Linked DNA regions of Sus scrofa: regions 2, 3 and 4 are each linked to region 1. The links are chromatin contacts, called in public Hi-C and promoter capture Hi-C maps. All regions are on one chromosome and are shown on one strand. The core of a region is the stretch at or near the end of the contact, and the rest is flanking DNA. Distances in the headings are between cores, read along the strand shown.

Region 1 (3,715 bases), core at 702-3,201:
TCCGGGGGCCAGGGGTCAAACCTGAGCCACAGCAATGGCCATGACGGATCCTTAGCCCGCTGAGCCATCAGGGAACCTCTCCCTTTTCTTTCTTGAAACAGAACAAGTTTGTTTTTTTTAAGGAGCGCGTGTGCCCAGCCCCAAGGTCTAAATCAAAATGATCAGGGTATCCAATTAAAAAAATCGCAATTCATTGATGTCCATCTCATCCATTTTGTTCTATATAATACCGCACTTTTTGCCAACACATATTAACTCTCGTCCTTCACAACAATCCTGCCAAGTATTATTATCTTTTTCTTTTTACTGATGGGAAACCCACGCTCCGAGGAATGATTGATTTTTGTTTTGTGTTTGTTTTTGTTTTGTCTTTTTAGGGCCACACCCAAGGCATATGGAAGTTCCCAGGCCAGGGGTCAAATTGGAGCTGCAGCTGCCGGCCACAGGCACAGCAACACCACATCTGAGCCCTGTCTGTGACTTACACCACAGCTCACAGCAACCCTGGATCTTTAACCCACGGAGCAAGGCCAGGGATGGAACCCACGTCCTCATGGATACTAGTTCATTACCCCTGAATCATGACAGGAACTCCAGGGAGTGACTGATTTTGAACACAAATCTGACTCCATAGCTCTTTTTAAAACAATTTTCTTTTTTTTTTTTTTTTTTTGTCTTTTGTTGTTGTTGCTATTTCTTGGGCCGCTCCCGCGGCATATGGAGGTTCCCAGGCTAGGGGTCCAATCGGAGCTGTAGCCCCCGGCCTACACCAGAGCCACAGCAACGCGGGATCCGAGCCGCGTCTGCAACCTACACCACAGCTCACGGCAACGCCGGATCGTTAACCCACTGAGCAAGGGCAGGGACCGAACCCGCAACCTCATGGTTCCTGGTCGGATTCGTTAACCACTGCGCCACGACGGGAACTCCTAAAACAATTTTAATTTAATTTTTTTGGCCACGCCCATGGCATGCAGAATTTCCTGGGCCAGGGATTGAACCCCTGCCATATCAGCCGCAGCTCAAGCCACTGCAGTGATAATGCTGGATCCTTAATCCACTGTGCCGCAAGAGAACTCCAAGATCTGACTCCACAGCTCTTTCTAGTGCACTACAGCACTAGAAAGTAATTTTGTACATCTTTTATGACTCTGGTTGTGGGTCTTCTACTTTTCAGAGTTATGCCTCCTTCCATCACCCATGACAATCTGGGGGCTCCTTAGAGTGACTCACTACCCCTCAGGAACAGTTGCTAATGACTTCCAAGAACCCCCTCACCCTCCAGAAGTGTGTCTAATGACTCCCAGGATCTTCTCCCACCCCAAGAGCTGCTCCTAATGACCCCAAATCCCTGCTCCCCGAGGAGCTGCTTTTTAATGACCCTAAGGACATCCCCCCTCAGGACTCGTCCTAATGACCCTCAGAGTTCCTTTCCCTTTAGGAACTGACTGCTCTTTTCAACGAATGTCCCGGTTTGTGGGCAAACGAGGGGGTTCCCAAGACACGGGACTTTGCGTTTTAAAACTGAGTACCAGGCAAACCGGGGCAGGTCGGTCACTGTATCAGAAACTCCTTGACCTCGGAAGCTGCCCCTCTGGGTCCTCAGTGCACGTTCCCCTCAGACAAGGGTTCTACTCACCCCCAAAAGACTGTCCCCACCCTTGCCTACAATAGCTTCATCATCGCCTTTACCCTGGGCGACCATCTCATTTCTAGGCACTCGCCTCTTGCAATCGAGATTAGCTACGGGCGGCCAGAAGCCTGTCTACGATTGGCCAGCTCGCCAATTCAGCCGAGATGCTCAGTGGCCGCGGTCCCGAGTGGTACAGCGTTTCCTCCTGGCAACAGCGCTAGCCAGCGCTCATAGGCTGAGCAGATTGATTTGCCCGGACTTTGGGGCGGCTACGGCGCGCGCTCATTGGCTGTTTGAAGGCTTATAGAAGCCCTCGGATTGGTTGACTCTGTGGAGCGCTATGCGGCTGCGCAGAGGCCGACTTTAGAGAAGGCGGAGCTTCGTCGTTCGCCGGCTGGAAAAGCAGTGGGATCGGCTAGTGGCGACAGCAGAGGCCGGGCCTTAGCCCTGCCGGGGCGGCGGGCTTTAAGTAAGAACCACAGGGTTTTTGAATTCTTTCGGTCTGTTGCTGCTGTAGCCGTGACCGTGAGCTTCGGTGGGGGAGGGGCGGAGGGTGGCCTTCAGCGGCGAGTGATAGGCATGGTTCTCGGCCATTGGGAGCAGGAGCTTCTGAAATGGGTCCTGAGATTGGCTCTTTCCAATCTCTCACGGCCAATGGACTTCGGGAAGGGTGGGCGGGTCTACTGGGCCTTATTTTCTTCTTCCTGCGGCCGGGCCTCACTCGCCTAGGCGGCGGGGCCGGGAGGGGCTGGGCGTCTGCGAGGTGAGCTTTGGGGACCTTCGGAGCGGGGGACTGCATTGGGAGCGATACTCGCGGGAGCCGCTGCGAAGGGAGGGGGCGGGAGCTTGAGGTGGTTGTTAGCAACAGCTCCCTTTATTGAGTTGATAAGTGCCAGGCCTGGTGCTAAACGTTTCGCTTGCATCATCTGAGTTAATCACGGCAACCCTGCAGGGCAAGGAGGTTGGGATCCCCATTTACTGGAGGGGAAACTGAGACTCGGGCAGCTTACACAGCCGAGGTCACACAGCTAATAACTGGCAGAGACAAGATCTGTATTCAGAGTTTTAACTCCGGGGCCAGTGCTCTCTTCAGCCACTAGGCTTTGTTGCTGGATGGGGGAAGGAGGGTGTCAGGGAACAGGAGCTTTCCCCAGGGAGAAGATTGGGGGAAGGGAATCCTAGGGTAAAAGAAAGGGAATGAGCAATTGAGGTACGGCCGAAGAAATCAGTTATTCAGCAGTTACTGAATGCCTACTCTGTACCCTGCATTGTTCTAGAGTTGTAGGCTTATAAAGATATGTAAGGCCGTGGGGGGCAGTTGAAGCCCCATTAGGGGCTTCCAAGGCTTGGGGCAGGGCCCCGTCACTGTGTTCACATGATTATATGTTTTTGTAAAATTTGCAAAAGGAAGATAACTTGTGTTTTTTAAAAAAGAGGGTCTTCAAAATGGAGTAAGACTTCAGGTTGCTCTACACTTGAATTTGCCCTTGCAAAGGGTTTAGACTAAGTGGAGATTATGATGTAGGCAGCATAGAGTAATGGAAGGAGTACTGGGAGCATATTACATGACTGTGGGCAAATTTCCTGGTATGTAAAACAGGGCTTACAGCATACCTACCATGCAAAGTTTTGGTGAGGTGCATGAAAGTGCCTGGCCAGGAGCACACTTTATTTTTGGTTAGTTGGAAGCCAGAGAGATGCGGGCTCCAGGGCTGGTCTTCTCTCCTTCAGCCTCAGTCAGTTTTGCTCCATGCCATCTACCCGGTCTTTTACTGGGTGCTTGGTAGGTTGGAGGCAGTTTTCTCCCTTCTGACCTCTTCAGCTCTCAAGGGGACTCTTGGAGCTGAACTGCCGTGGCTTTGGGGCCCAGATTTGGGGGAGATCAAGGAGAGAAGAGGACGTAAGGGTTTCGCATCTAAGCTTGCTCCTCATAGCTGGTATGCCTGGCTCTCACTCAGTTGAAATAGTCTATTGTGTTATCAGGCAGTGGGGATGCACCCACTTAGCTGAAGTCCTCATCTAAAAACAAAGTATTTATTAAGTATTTATTTCACCTCCAGTCAGTTAGGAAGTTTGCCCTTG
Region 2 (3,715 bases), core at 720-3,219, 250 kb before region 1:
CAAAAAGACAAAAAAAAAAAAAAAAAGAAAGAAAAAAAAAAGAAATGTTTGCTTTGACCCTTCCCTCACTGATTCTACAAGGCCTGGCAAATAAAATCCAAACTCCTTAGCTTAACATTTAAGTCCCTGAGAATTCCCATTGTGGCTCAGCAGGTTAGGAACCCAACTAGCATCCATGAGGATGCGGGTTTGATCCCTGGCCTCGCTCAGTGGGTTAAGCATCTGGCGGTGCTACAAGCTGCGGTGTAGGTCACAGATGTGGCTGTGAGCTGGCATTGCAGTGGCTGTGGCACAGGCCAGCAGCTGTAGTTTTGATTCAACCCCTAACCTGGGAACTTCCATATGCTGCAGGTGCAGCCCTCAAAAGAAAAGAGGAAGAAAAAAAAAAAAAAAAGTAAGGCCCTGGCCAACCTGACTCCTGTGTTCTCTAGTGTCTACGAATCCCCATTTCCAGTCCTAGGACACTTAACTCCTTGTTTTCCAAGGTAATGGGAAATAGACAACATGAATGCTTCAAAATCAAAGATAATAACGATATTAAGTTTGGGTTAAGAGCCCCCAAATGATCTCTGTCATCATCAGAGTTGTGCTTAGGCTAATGATGGAAAAGGTGATTTTTCTAGCCTCTCTCTGGGACGGTGTAGCTTATGGTTAGATTGCTTGGGTTAGTCGGATACTTGGGCTCCACTACTTGCTGTTAGTGGCTGTTTGCCTTAGGGCAAGTTTCTAACCTCTTCCTGACCCCATTTCTTTTTTTGTAAAAAGGGGATGAAGTATCTCTCCGCCTTACTGGACGGAAGGTTGATGTAAACACAGCCGTCAGCAGAGGGCCCGTCAATGATAACCCTCATTATTTCTTACTGCTGTTGCTTCTAAGCCTATCACGCAATCCATTCAAGTCTGTATTGGAGCATCTGGACTCCCACCAACATGCGACCTCGGACACATCCCTTCCGGAGCCTCGAGGTCTTCATCACACATGGGTGTGTGGCTGGGAAGACCAGGGTGCACCATGCGCAGATTAGACTAGGGGGTCGCTAAAATCCCTGGCGCCTCTCAAGCCCCGTGGGGGGAAGGCACGGTTTCCCTCACAGAGCCGTCCAATCCTGAATCCTGATCCTTTTCCCTGACCTACGGAAATGGACCACTTTTTAAGCCTCATTTTCCTTGTTTGTAAAACGGTAACAAACAAAACAACTTTTTAAAACCAGAAACATGCACTACTTCCTTCCCAGCGGTCTCCCCGCCGGCACGAAGCAAACAGTGGACGCTCCGGCCGCCCTTCTGCATCTACACGTTCTCAGTCCACTCCTCGCTCCTCTCCGTGCCCTGCCCGCTCCCCTCTGCCCGCCGGCCGGCGGTGCGCTGCCTACAACCTCTAAGCAGCTCCAGGGCTCCAGGTCCTTCCGACGTCTGCACTTACGCATCCAGGAGGAGATCCGCAAGCCGGGTTTAAGCGCGAAGGGCGGGTGCGGGGAGGCGGAGGAATGAATGGAAGCGACTGCGGAACGCGGGGAGCCCAGCCCCGCCCCGCCCCGCCCCCCGACGCCGGGTCTCCCGACCCGCCTCCGCCTGTCTCTCACCCTTCAAATCCCGCTCCGCTCCGGGACTCCCGTGAGATCTCAACGTTCCCCCGGAAGGCCCGCCCCCTACGCCCCGGAGGCCAATGGGCGAGGGCGACGGTTGCGACGGTTGGGTTTTGAAGGAACCAATCAATGCTCGGAGCGGAGAGTTTAAGACGCCGAAGTCAGCGTTGCCGAGGCCGGTCCGGGATCGGAGCCTGTTCTGCGCGGACGGTGAGAGGCGGCTGCGTCGAGGGGGCAGGGGTAGGGTGGCGGCTGGGGTGCCGGGCCCGGAGAGGCTGCGGCAGGGCTGGCCCTGCGTGGTCGGCCGTCGCCGAGCACGGTCGCGTCTCCCTGGGGCTCGCGGGCGGCCGCCTCAAGCACCCCTCCCCTTCCAGCCGCTCCCATGGCCCAGTTCGTGTTCGAGAGCGACCTGCACTCCCTGCTGCAGCTGGATGCGCCCATCCCCAATGCACCTCCCGCGCGCTGGCAGCGCAAAGCGAAGGAAGCCGCGGGGCCGGCCCCCTCGCCCATGCGGGCCGCCAACCGATCCCACAGCGCCGGCAGGACCCCCGGCCGAACGCCGGGTGAGGCGGGGGCGGCGGGTCGAGGGCGGGAGAGGAAAGGGCTGAGAGCAGCTTCGTGCCTGCTCCCGCGGGAGCCCGGTCGGACCGTCTGGCTTCCCCCTTGCCGCCCCAGGCAAATCCAACTCCAAGATGCAGACCACTCCCAGCAAGCCTGGCGGCGATCGCTATATCCCCCACCGCAGTGCCTCCCAGATGGAGGTGGCCAGCTTCCTCCTGAGCAAGGAGAACCAGCCCGACAACAGCCAGACGCCCACCAAGAAGGTATGCGGCGGAGGGGCTTAAGGCGGGAAACGGCTCTGTGCCTCCTGGACGCGGCCGCCCTGCCTCAGCACCACCCTTCTGTGCCAGGAACATCAGAAGGCCTGGGCTCTGAACCTGAACGGTTTTGACGTGGAGGAAGCCAAGATCCTCCGGCTCAGTGGAAAACCACAGAACGCCCCAGAGGGTAAAGACCCGGAGCTCTCAGCTCTTGGAGGGAGGTGTCCAGTCCTTCCAACCCCAGGGCTCCGGGGAGCTGAGGTGGCTGGCCACCCTTCCCACCTGAGACAGAGGAGGGGAGAGGCTGCTCTGGCCCTCCTGGCCAGGGGCAGGGGGAGGTGTCTAGAGCCACTCTGTTGCCACAGGTTACCAGAACAGACTGAAAGTACTCTACAGCCAGAAGGCCACGCCCGGGTCCAGCAGGAAGACCTGCCGATACATCCCTTCCCTGCCGGACCGGATCCTGGATGCCCCTGAAATCCGCAACGACTACTGTGAGTGCAGCCTTCCCCTTGCTCGCTGGATAAGAAAGAGGGCCCTGGGACGCAGGCTCTTCCTTTCCCCCTCTGGCAGACCTGAACCTGGTGGACTGGAGCTCTGGGAACGTACTGGCTGTGGCCTTGGACAACAGCGTGTACTTGTGGAGTGCCAGCTCTGGTGACATCCTGCAGCTGCTGCAGATGGAGCAGCCTGGGGACTATGTGTCTTCTGTGGCCTGGATCAAAGAGGGCAACTACCTGGCTGTGGGCACCAGCAGTGCTGAGGTCCAGGTGAGATCTGTCCCCGTGCTGCAGCTCTGTTGACCCCCAGACCCAGCCGCTTGCCCACCAGTCCTAATCTCTGATCCTAATGGGGTCTCTCTGTAGCTCTGGGATGTGCAACAGCAGAAACGGCTTCGAAACATGACCAGTCATTCTGCCCGAGTGGGCTCCCTCTGTTGGAACAGCTACATCCTGTCCAGGTCAGTGGGGTTTTGCCAGTCTCTTGTGAAATCCGTCCACTATTTTGGCCCACTCTCGCCAAACTGGACGCCTCTGAACGGAAGCAGCTCTGGCCTGCTGGCAGTGTTGGGCCTGATTCCTTTCTCCCCTTCCTGCAGTGGCTCACGTTCCGGCCACATCCACCACCATGATGTTCGGGTGGCAGAACACCATGTGGCCACACTGAGTGGCCACAGCCAGGAAGTGTGTGGGCTGCGCTGGGCCCCAGACGGTCGACATCTAGCCAGTGGTGGCAACGATAACTTGGTCAATGTGTGGCCTAGTGCTCCTGGAGAGGGTGGCTGGGTTCCTCTGCAGACATTCACGC
Region 3 (3,715 bases), core at 781-3,280, 220 kb before region 1:
AGGGTGAGAATCAAAAGCTAGAAAGACCCTGAGTTGGAAAACTGGGCATTTCTCTGCTTCCTTACCAGGGAGGCCCAAAGCCAACTTCAGTGTTACACGTTGGGAAACTCAGCTCTTTTTAAATCAAAAGATGTTTGCAAACTGATAAATGTTTACATCACTGGCAATGTCCTATCCACCTGGTGACCTGGCCCCCCCCACCCATGGAGCCCTCCCCAGCTTGCCCTGGCATTGCTTACCAGGTCAGCCGGTCATACTCGTTCTCCAACTTGTAAATGAAACTCCCCAGTGAGTTCTTCAGATCAGCCACTTGACTCAGGAGTGCATCTAATGATGCCTCAAGCTGCTTCTCCTCCCTCTGCACCAACAGGAATAGGATGTTACTCAGATGAGGGTGAGGGTGGTGCCCACAGAGGCGGGCTGAAAAGCCAGGATGACAGTGCGCAACACCAGTCATGTGACACAGGATCTCACTGGCACAGGGAGAGCCAGGCTGTTTTCTATCTTTGGTATCAGGGTTATAGACAGCACCAACCCTCAGACCTTTCAACCCACTCGCCTGGCCTAATTCCTCCTACCTGCTGGTTCCTTTCTCTCATCACCCCTAATCCGTGCTTGGTTTCCTATCACATACACTATACTCTCACTCACTGAGCAGACACAGCAGACCTAATGCCTCGGGGTCATTATCTCTTGTGCCACTCTGCAGCATAGGTACTCTGACTTCTGCTGTCCTAAACCTGCCTTGGGAGCCTGGCTGTTCCTGCCAATGACACAATTTCTGAAAAATCTACCTACATGTGAAGGTTCCTTTGAACACCTGCCACTGCCACCACCACGGCCATTTCCCCCTTTCCTCTGTCCTCAGCATTTGCTGTTTCAAGCTCTTTGCTGAATTAACCGGCACTCTTTTTTTTTTTTTTTTTTTTTTTTGGTCTTTTTGCCTTTTCTAGGGCTGCTCCTGTGGCATATGGAGGTTCCCAGGCTAGGGGTCTAATAGGAGCTGTAGCCACTGGCCTGCGCCAGAGCCACAGCAACGCCAGATCCGAGACTCATCTGCAACCTACACCACAGCTCATGGCAACGCCGGATCCTTAACCCACTGAGCGAGGCCAGGAATCGAACTCGCAATCTCATGGTTCCTAGTTGGATTCGTTAACCACTGAGCCACGACAGGAACTCCATTAACCTGCACTCATTTTATCTCTGTGCCAAAATTCCTGTGCCCCTTTCACAAGCTTAGTCAAGCTATAAAAATTTACTGACAGACTACCAGGTGCAAGAAACTGACAAATGAAAAACAAAAACAAAAATGCACATGCCCCTAAGTACTAAACTATTTTAAATGCTGGTGAGGGGTTGTCTGCCAAGCATTTCCTGTCCATCTTGGTTCTTCATCTTTACTTCATTTCATCCTTAACTACCACAGGGCACAGGCTAGGAAGGAGGTAGAACTGCCTTGCGAACTCGCCAATATACAAGACAGTAGCCTTGATTCCGGGTTCCAGCCACTGGCCTCAGACTATATTAGTTTGGCTTTTGTCACTGCGGCCCCACAATTCCTTCCACTCTCGGGCTTCTCTCCAGTTATCGATCCTCTGCTGTGTCGGCAGCCAACAGCGGCCATTCAACAGCCCGGGCCGGGACCTGAGCCAATGCGGCACCTTCTTGAGCTGTCTTCGTTGGACTGCATCTTAACCTTCCCAAACGACCGACCCTTTCCCACCCCCAGCAAGTCGGTGCCGCCTTCCCCCTCCCAACTCAGGGGCCGTCTCGGTCTCCCAGCCGGGCTCCACCCCCATCTGTCATCAGTGCCGCTCCCTCTCCAGTGGGCCTCGCCTCCATCCCGCGTCCCTTTAGCCGTCGGCCGATGACTCTACCCACTCCTCTCAGCTCCAGCTCCTCACTTTCTCCAGCCCACTCTCCGTCCCGGTACCCCGACGCTGAGTAGCGGTCACGAGCGCCAACCCGGTCCTCACCTGCATCGCGGGAGCAGAGGTTGCGTCAACCACTTCCTTTTCCGGTTTCCAAGTCAGCCAATCAGAAAGTTGGGATTCGATCCTCCCATTCGTTTCCGGTTCCTTCGGGCGAGAGGCAGCCGGGTCAGGGGTCACGAGCAGAAGGGCTTCTCTGGCCCGGGCCGGCGCGGGAGGGCTGTGTGATGGCCTCGGAGCGCCCGGAGCCGGAGGTGAGGGGCGGGCGGGCGCAGCGCTGGTCCCCGAGATCCGCGGGGGAGGGGCCGGCGGCCGGGTGCGGCCGTGGCCTCCTCCGGGTCTGGGGGCGGCGGGGGTCGCCCCGAAGGCCCGGCAGTTGCATCTCCTCACCCCGCGGTCCGCACTTTCCTTGGGGGGCTGGAGGAGAAGCTCGTCGCTCTGTTCTGTTTGCTCAGATTTCATTCACGTCGCCAACTCTGGGGCCCTCGGGTTCTCCGACTTCCTAATGGTATTAACAAAGCCTTTATTTTGATTTTGCAATTTGATTTTACTTTGCTGGTGCTTCATATCTTCACGTATTAGAATGACATAATCAGCATGAATTAATTTAGTTCCAGCGCCATGATTTTGAAAGGCAGCTTCGGTTTCGTGGGGAAAATACATATATAGATTCTTTTTTGATTCGGAGTGAAACGTCGTTCACTTCGTTTGGTGCTGCCCTGTAGCCATCTCTGCAACTTCGGGCAAGGCTTGACTGTTTCCTGCTTCTTAAACACCTGTCTTAGGGTGTTTTGTGAGGATCCCATATTTTAAACCAGAAAATGCACATGAGGTATCCCTTAGTTGTTGAGGACCATGCAAGGAACTTGATCTGCATTGTGTTATTCAGACTTGTGCAAGGAAGGTGGCTGTGTCCACTTTCATTTATATGTAAGACACTGGAAAGTGAGAGACGTTAAGTACCTTACCCAAGTGCTACCCTCAGCCAGGGAGTAGCAAAGTTTTGAAGTTAGAAGATCTGGTTTGAAAAGAACATCACCAGGAAAGGTGCCCAGTATTAGAATATGATAGACGGGAAGGGTGAGAGACGTGTGAAATGAAATGACACAAAAGAGTTGTCATAACATATCGAATGCGTGCCGCGTCGTCCTGCTTTACCCCATCAGTTGATACCCTCAACCCGAAGAAGCAGACGTGATTATTTATCCCCATTTTTCAGTTGAGGAGACGGAGGCACAAAATGTTAAGGGTAACAAAGTTACACAGCTAGTTAAGTAGCGGAGCTAAGACTCCCAAACAGGTGGTCTGCTGTAGTATGGTGGTCATAATGTTTCCAGTATAAGCAGTACAGTTGCCACAGGATGGTAAATCTCCTGATCCTTGGCATGTGATGTAACAAGACCCAGGATTAAACGTGGTTGTAGGAAACTACCCTATTTAAAAGAATCAATGGCGGAGTAGCCTATGCATCAGAAATAGCAGTAATAAGAAAAATCCATGAAGGAATGTGGAGTATGTTTTGTTATGGATTAAAATGAGAGGACATGGAGCGATGTCGTAGTGAAATACAGCATACCTTTTAGACATAATCTAAAACAGCATTGTCTAATAGCAGTCTGGTGCAAGCCAAATATATGTGAGTTTTCTGGTAGCCACATTTAGAAAGGTAAAAAGAAACAGGTAAAAGTAATTTTAATATATTTGATTTGACCCCATATTCCCCCAGTGTCATCATTTTTCAAAACATTTAAAAACACATGAGATATTTAACATTCTTTTTT
Region 4 (3,715 bases), core at 332-2,831, 170 kb before region 1:
CCTGACCTGGGCCACTGCCCAGCCTTGTGCCTGACAGCACCCCCACCACACACAGACATCCATGACGTACGTGTGTCTGGATGTGTCTTCACTTTTCCCTGTCTCACCTGAGCCAGAACCCCAGCTGCGTGCCTCAAGTTCTCCAGAAAAACTGTCTCCATTTCACCCCTGACTGCTGCTCGATCGGCCCCCTGGGGCACCCGGCCAGCCATCAGATGAATCCTGTGGGGGAAGCGGGACTGGAGGGGGCTGTGGGGTCCAGGCTCCCTGAGTGCACCTCTTCCAGCTGCCCTCCAACCGTGCCGGCCTCCCACCTCCCCAGGTCTCGAGTCAGGACCACTTGGCCGTGATGCTCAGGCCCCCCAGCAGCTCCACTGTCCGCCAAAGGCCAAGCCTTTTCCTAGAGACTGGGACTCAACCCATCCTCCCTCCTGGGGCCTCAGGCCCTCACCTGGCCCCTCCTGTAAGGGCAGCCTCTCCTTTGACGTGGTCCTTCCCTCAAGCCCGTGAACAGGCTCGTCTCACCTGAAAATTACCTTGAACCCTTATCCTTCCAGCAATTCCACAGATTGTCTCTCCTCCTTACAGTGTTTCTTAGCTTCTTCCCATCTGTTTTCTGAACCCACCCCCCAGTAACCCCACGTTGTCGGTTCCTCCTCAGCCTGCTTGCAGGCTGCAGGGTTTGACATTTATCTGATCAGCCCCACTTAGAGCCCCCACCTCTCCTCCCTTCACTGCCTGATCTTTCTCAGCCACCTCAACGCAGACAGGCCACATCCGCCTCATCAACTCTGAACACACCAAGCCCCTCTTTGGAATGCGCCTTCCATGAGCAAGTGTCCACTCTGAGACCCAGTGCCGCCTCACTACTGTAAGCAGCTGTCTCGGCTCCCAGAGCCCCCTAGAACTGACCCGTCCTCAAATGCATCTCCCCGGCCAGACTGAACTCCCAGCAAGAGATGGCCAAGAATGAGTTGTAAACGGAGAGCGACGCCACAGATAAAATGCCAAAGGCACTTTACGAGACTGGGACTGAGGGGGCGGGGAAGGGCCAGTGCGCTCGGGCCCGTGAGCCTCTTCCCGGGGTCACCGAGGGGAAGGGGCGGGCGGTGGGGAGGGGAGGATACCTGGGACAGCCCAGCGCCTTGGCGTACAGCACGGCCTGCTCCAGCCCCTCTCGAAAGGCCGCCTGCCTCCCGGGAACGGCCCCCAGCCCCATTTCCCCCTTCTCGCGGTCTCCTGCGGGGAGAACGGGCCTCAGCTCCCGGCTCGGGGCCCCAGCCCGCCCCGCCCCGGCCCGGCCCGCACGGCGCACCCGGGGGCGTGTTGATCAGCACCAGCTGCAGCCCTGCTTCCCGCGCCGCGCGCGCCAGTGCCTCGGGTGGCTCCGCGTAAGGCCAGCCGATCTCGGCTGCCTGAAAGCCCGAGCTGCCCGCGGCCCGGAGCCGCGCCGAGAGGCTGGCGAGCTCCGGGAACAGCCAGGACACGTTAGCCGAGAAGCGCAGCGGAGCCATGGCCGCCGGGAGCGCGCGCGCCCGGGGCAGAGTCCGTGAGGCCGGAACGCGATAGCGGGCGGGGCCGGGGAGGGGGCGGAGGGCGGGGCGCGGGCGGCCGCGGAGGGGGCGGGGCGGGGCGCGGGAGGCCACGGAGGGGGTGGGGCGGGGCGGTCGCGGAGGGGCGGGGCGGGGGCGGCCGCGGAGGAGCCCGGCCCGGCCGAGCGGGGGCGCGCTGGCCCCGCAAGCCGCCGCGAGCTGGCTGCCGGCCGTCCCGGGGGAGAAAAGCCGTCTGTCGTGGCGAAAACTGTGGACAGGCCAAAAAAGTGCACCTTTTCCAGACCGGAGAGGGCGGCGGGGAAGGGGGCGTGGGCGAGTCGGCCGCCCCGAGGCCGGGTTAACGTGAAGGAGCGTGGATGCTAACGCACGCTTAGTGCTTTCCCCTTATTATAAGCAGAGTGTCTTTTCCCTACGGAACGACTGAAAGCCGTGTGTCCGAAAAAGGGACGTCTAACACACCCGTCAACTTTCCCTTACAAGTCAAAAACTGAACACGGGCGGTCTTTTCTTAGGAAATCCTGATTGTACTGTATATGCGGTTTATGGCCTGCGTTCTCATTATTTTGTGAGCATTTTCCTTTGAAAACCTTGGATTAGCTGCTCACTGTTCTACTCCTACTCAGCCCAGAATCTATCATACTGCCCTCTCGTTGGACATGCGGGTTTTCTACCTGTGTGGGGGCTAGAAAAGCACTTGAATGCGCCCCCTGGCCCACCTCTGAGTCACCTCCCTAGGTTCTTTTTGTAGGGATGTCCAGAGGACTTGGCCGGTCCAAAGTCCTTTAATAGGAAAACTGCCCCCACCCCTGGACTCTGCACTGAGCGGCTCTGGACAGGCTGGGCCCTCTTAGTCCCAGCTGATTGGACCACAGAGGGACATCTGAGTCAAAGGTAGCCAATCCATAGACTGGCCCAAGATCCATTACCTTCCTAGTTTGGAAAGATCATCTGGCCAGATTCCCTGTTTAGAGAATTCAAACAAGGAAAGACTGAGAGTCAGTTGAGATGTGGGTTTGCCAGGAGATGGTGGTGGCTGTTGAAGCTGAAAAAGCAGGAGCCAGGTGGTAAAGAAAAGCTGGAGCAGAGACCAGGGAACGGAGTACTATCTGTAGAAATCACATGTTGAGACACCACTGTTGTAGCGTTCCCAGGATTGGCCAAATTCATGGCTGCTCCCAGACCTGCACTTCTCAAGGCTGGAGTGTTTAGACTTTCCATGGTTCACGTGTCTGTAACCTCTTAATGTTTCTTGAGATCATTCAAATGGATTTATTTCAGCCCCAATAACCCAACTGAATGGGCAGATGCCAGATTGGTGTTACATGGTGAAAAAATAGGAGCATGCTTAAATTCTTGCCGACTGTGCTAGATGGCATCTCAAAAATGTAAGTTGAGGAGTTCCCGTCATGGCCCAGTGCAGTGGTTAGTGAATCCAGCTAGGAACCATGAGGTTGCGAGTTCAATCCCTGGCCTCATTCAGTGGGTTAAGGATCCAGCGTTGCCGTGAGCTGTGGTGTAGATCACAGACACAACTTGGATCCCACGTTGCTGTGGCTGTGGTGCAGGCTGGCGGCTACAGCTCCCATTAGACGCTTAGCCTGGGAACATCCATATGCCTCGATGTGGCCCTAGAAAAGACAAAAAGACAAAAAAAAAAAAAAAAGTAAGTTTACACTGAGACAATCCATGCATAGAAGTCAGCTGGACCTGCTTCCTGTGCTTGCTTTGACGGAAGGCAGCTCGAAGTGCAGCCTCAGGGGCACCTGGCCTCCACTGTCTTCCTGCCACTCCTTGCCTGCGTCCCAAATCAGGCCCACCCCGACATCTGGCGTCCAGATCTCCGAGTTCATCCAAGTGCCCGGCAGGTACGGTTTCTCCGGCTCCGCCTCCAAACACAGGCTGCCACCAGCTATGACTGATCACCTGATTTCTTGCCCCTTATGCTTGGAACGCTGACGTGCTCCTTGGTTCCAGTCCAATCAGGATGTGACCTCACTAAGTACCATCTTAATCAGTCCCAACGTCAGCATGTTTACAATCCAGTGCTGCCAAAGCAGAGCAGCATGGAAGGCAGGTAACTCCTTATTGACGCTTCACGATAAATCGCTGAGCATGCGGATTTCGGAGCCCACCATCTGCTGGGGTCTGTAGTAGGCACGAAA

What was found. Promoter capture Hi-C pulls out the DNA fragments that hold promoters and counts their contacts. A called contact is a pair of places that touch in the nucleus more often than the background predicts.
Region 2: a contact with region 1 is called in a promoter capture Hi-C map of fetal skeletal muscle, with 6 times the contacts expected there. The contact joins the promoter of CDC20 here to the promoter of KDM4A in region 1. A contact is called at or near these places in 1 of 5 promoter capture datasets (fetal skeletal muscle) and 1 of 2 datasets of contacts at active chromatin or transcription factors (alveolar macrophages).
Region 3: a Hi-C map of skeletal muscle shows a contact between it and region 1, with 5 times the contacts expected there. The contact joins the promoter of MED8 here to the promoter of KDM4A in region 1. A contact is called at or near these places in 1 of 5 promoter capture datasets (liver), 2 of 47 Hi-C or Micro-C datasets (fetal liver and skeletal muscle) and 1 of 2 datasets of contacts at active chromatin or transcription factors (alveolar macrophages).
Region 4: a contact with region 1 is called in a promoter capture Hi-C map of liver, with 3 times the contacts expected there. The contact joins the promoter of HYI here to the promoter of KDM4A in region 1. A contact is called at or near these places in 1 of 5 promoter capture datasets (liver), 3 of 47 Hi-C or Micro-C datasets (alveolar macrophages, epiblast stem cells and liver) and 1 of 2 datasets of contacts at active chromatin or transcription factors (alveolar macrophages).

What each region holds. Positions count from the first base shown.
Region 1 is chr6:167,640,617-167,644,331 of Sscrofa11.1, reverse strand. It overlaps KDM4A (lysine-specific demethylase 4A), which reads left to right and starts at 1,951. Exons shown (of 22, transcript XM_021096835.1): 1 at 1,951-2,102.
Region 2 is chr6:167,888,537-167,892,251 of Sscrofa11.1, reverse strand. CDC20 (cell division cycle 20) reads left to right here and starts at 1,969. Exons shown (of 10, transcript NM_001123094.1): 1 at 1,969-2,149; 2 at 2,262-2,410; 3 at 2,498-2,594; 4 at 2,773-2,901; 5 at 2,981-3,177; 6 at 3,274-3,368; 7 at 3,507-3,715. The coding sequence starts at 1,969. LOC102158889 (a long non-coding RNA gene) reads right to left here and starts at 1,575. Exons shown (of 3, transcript XR_002345238.1): 1 at 1,424-1,575.
Region 3 is chr6:167,859,664-167,863,378 of Sscrofa11.1, reverse strand. MED8 (mediator of RNA polymerase II transcription subunit 8) reads right to left here and starts at 2,030. Exons shown (of 8, transcript XM_005665484.3): 1 at 1,980-2,030; 2 at 240-358. The coding sequence starts at 1,985. It overlaps SZT2 (protein SZT2), which reads left to right and starts at 2,058. Exons shown (of 72, transcript XR_002345235.1): 1 at 2,058-2,188. LOC110261243 (a long non-coding RNA gene) reads left to right here and starts at 2,195. Exons shown (of 2, transcript XR_002345237.1): 1 at 2,195-2,442.
Region 4 is chr6:167,806,929-167,810,643 of Sscrofa11.1, reverse strand. It overlaps HYI (putative hydroxypyruvate isomerase), which reads right to left and starts at 1,581. Exons shown (of 8, transcript XM_003128063.4): 1 at 1,316-1,581; 2 at 1,128-1,239; 3 at 108-222. The coding sequence starts at 1,514.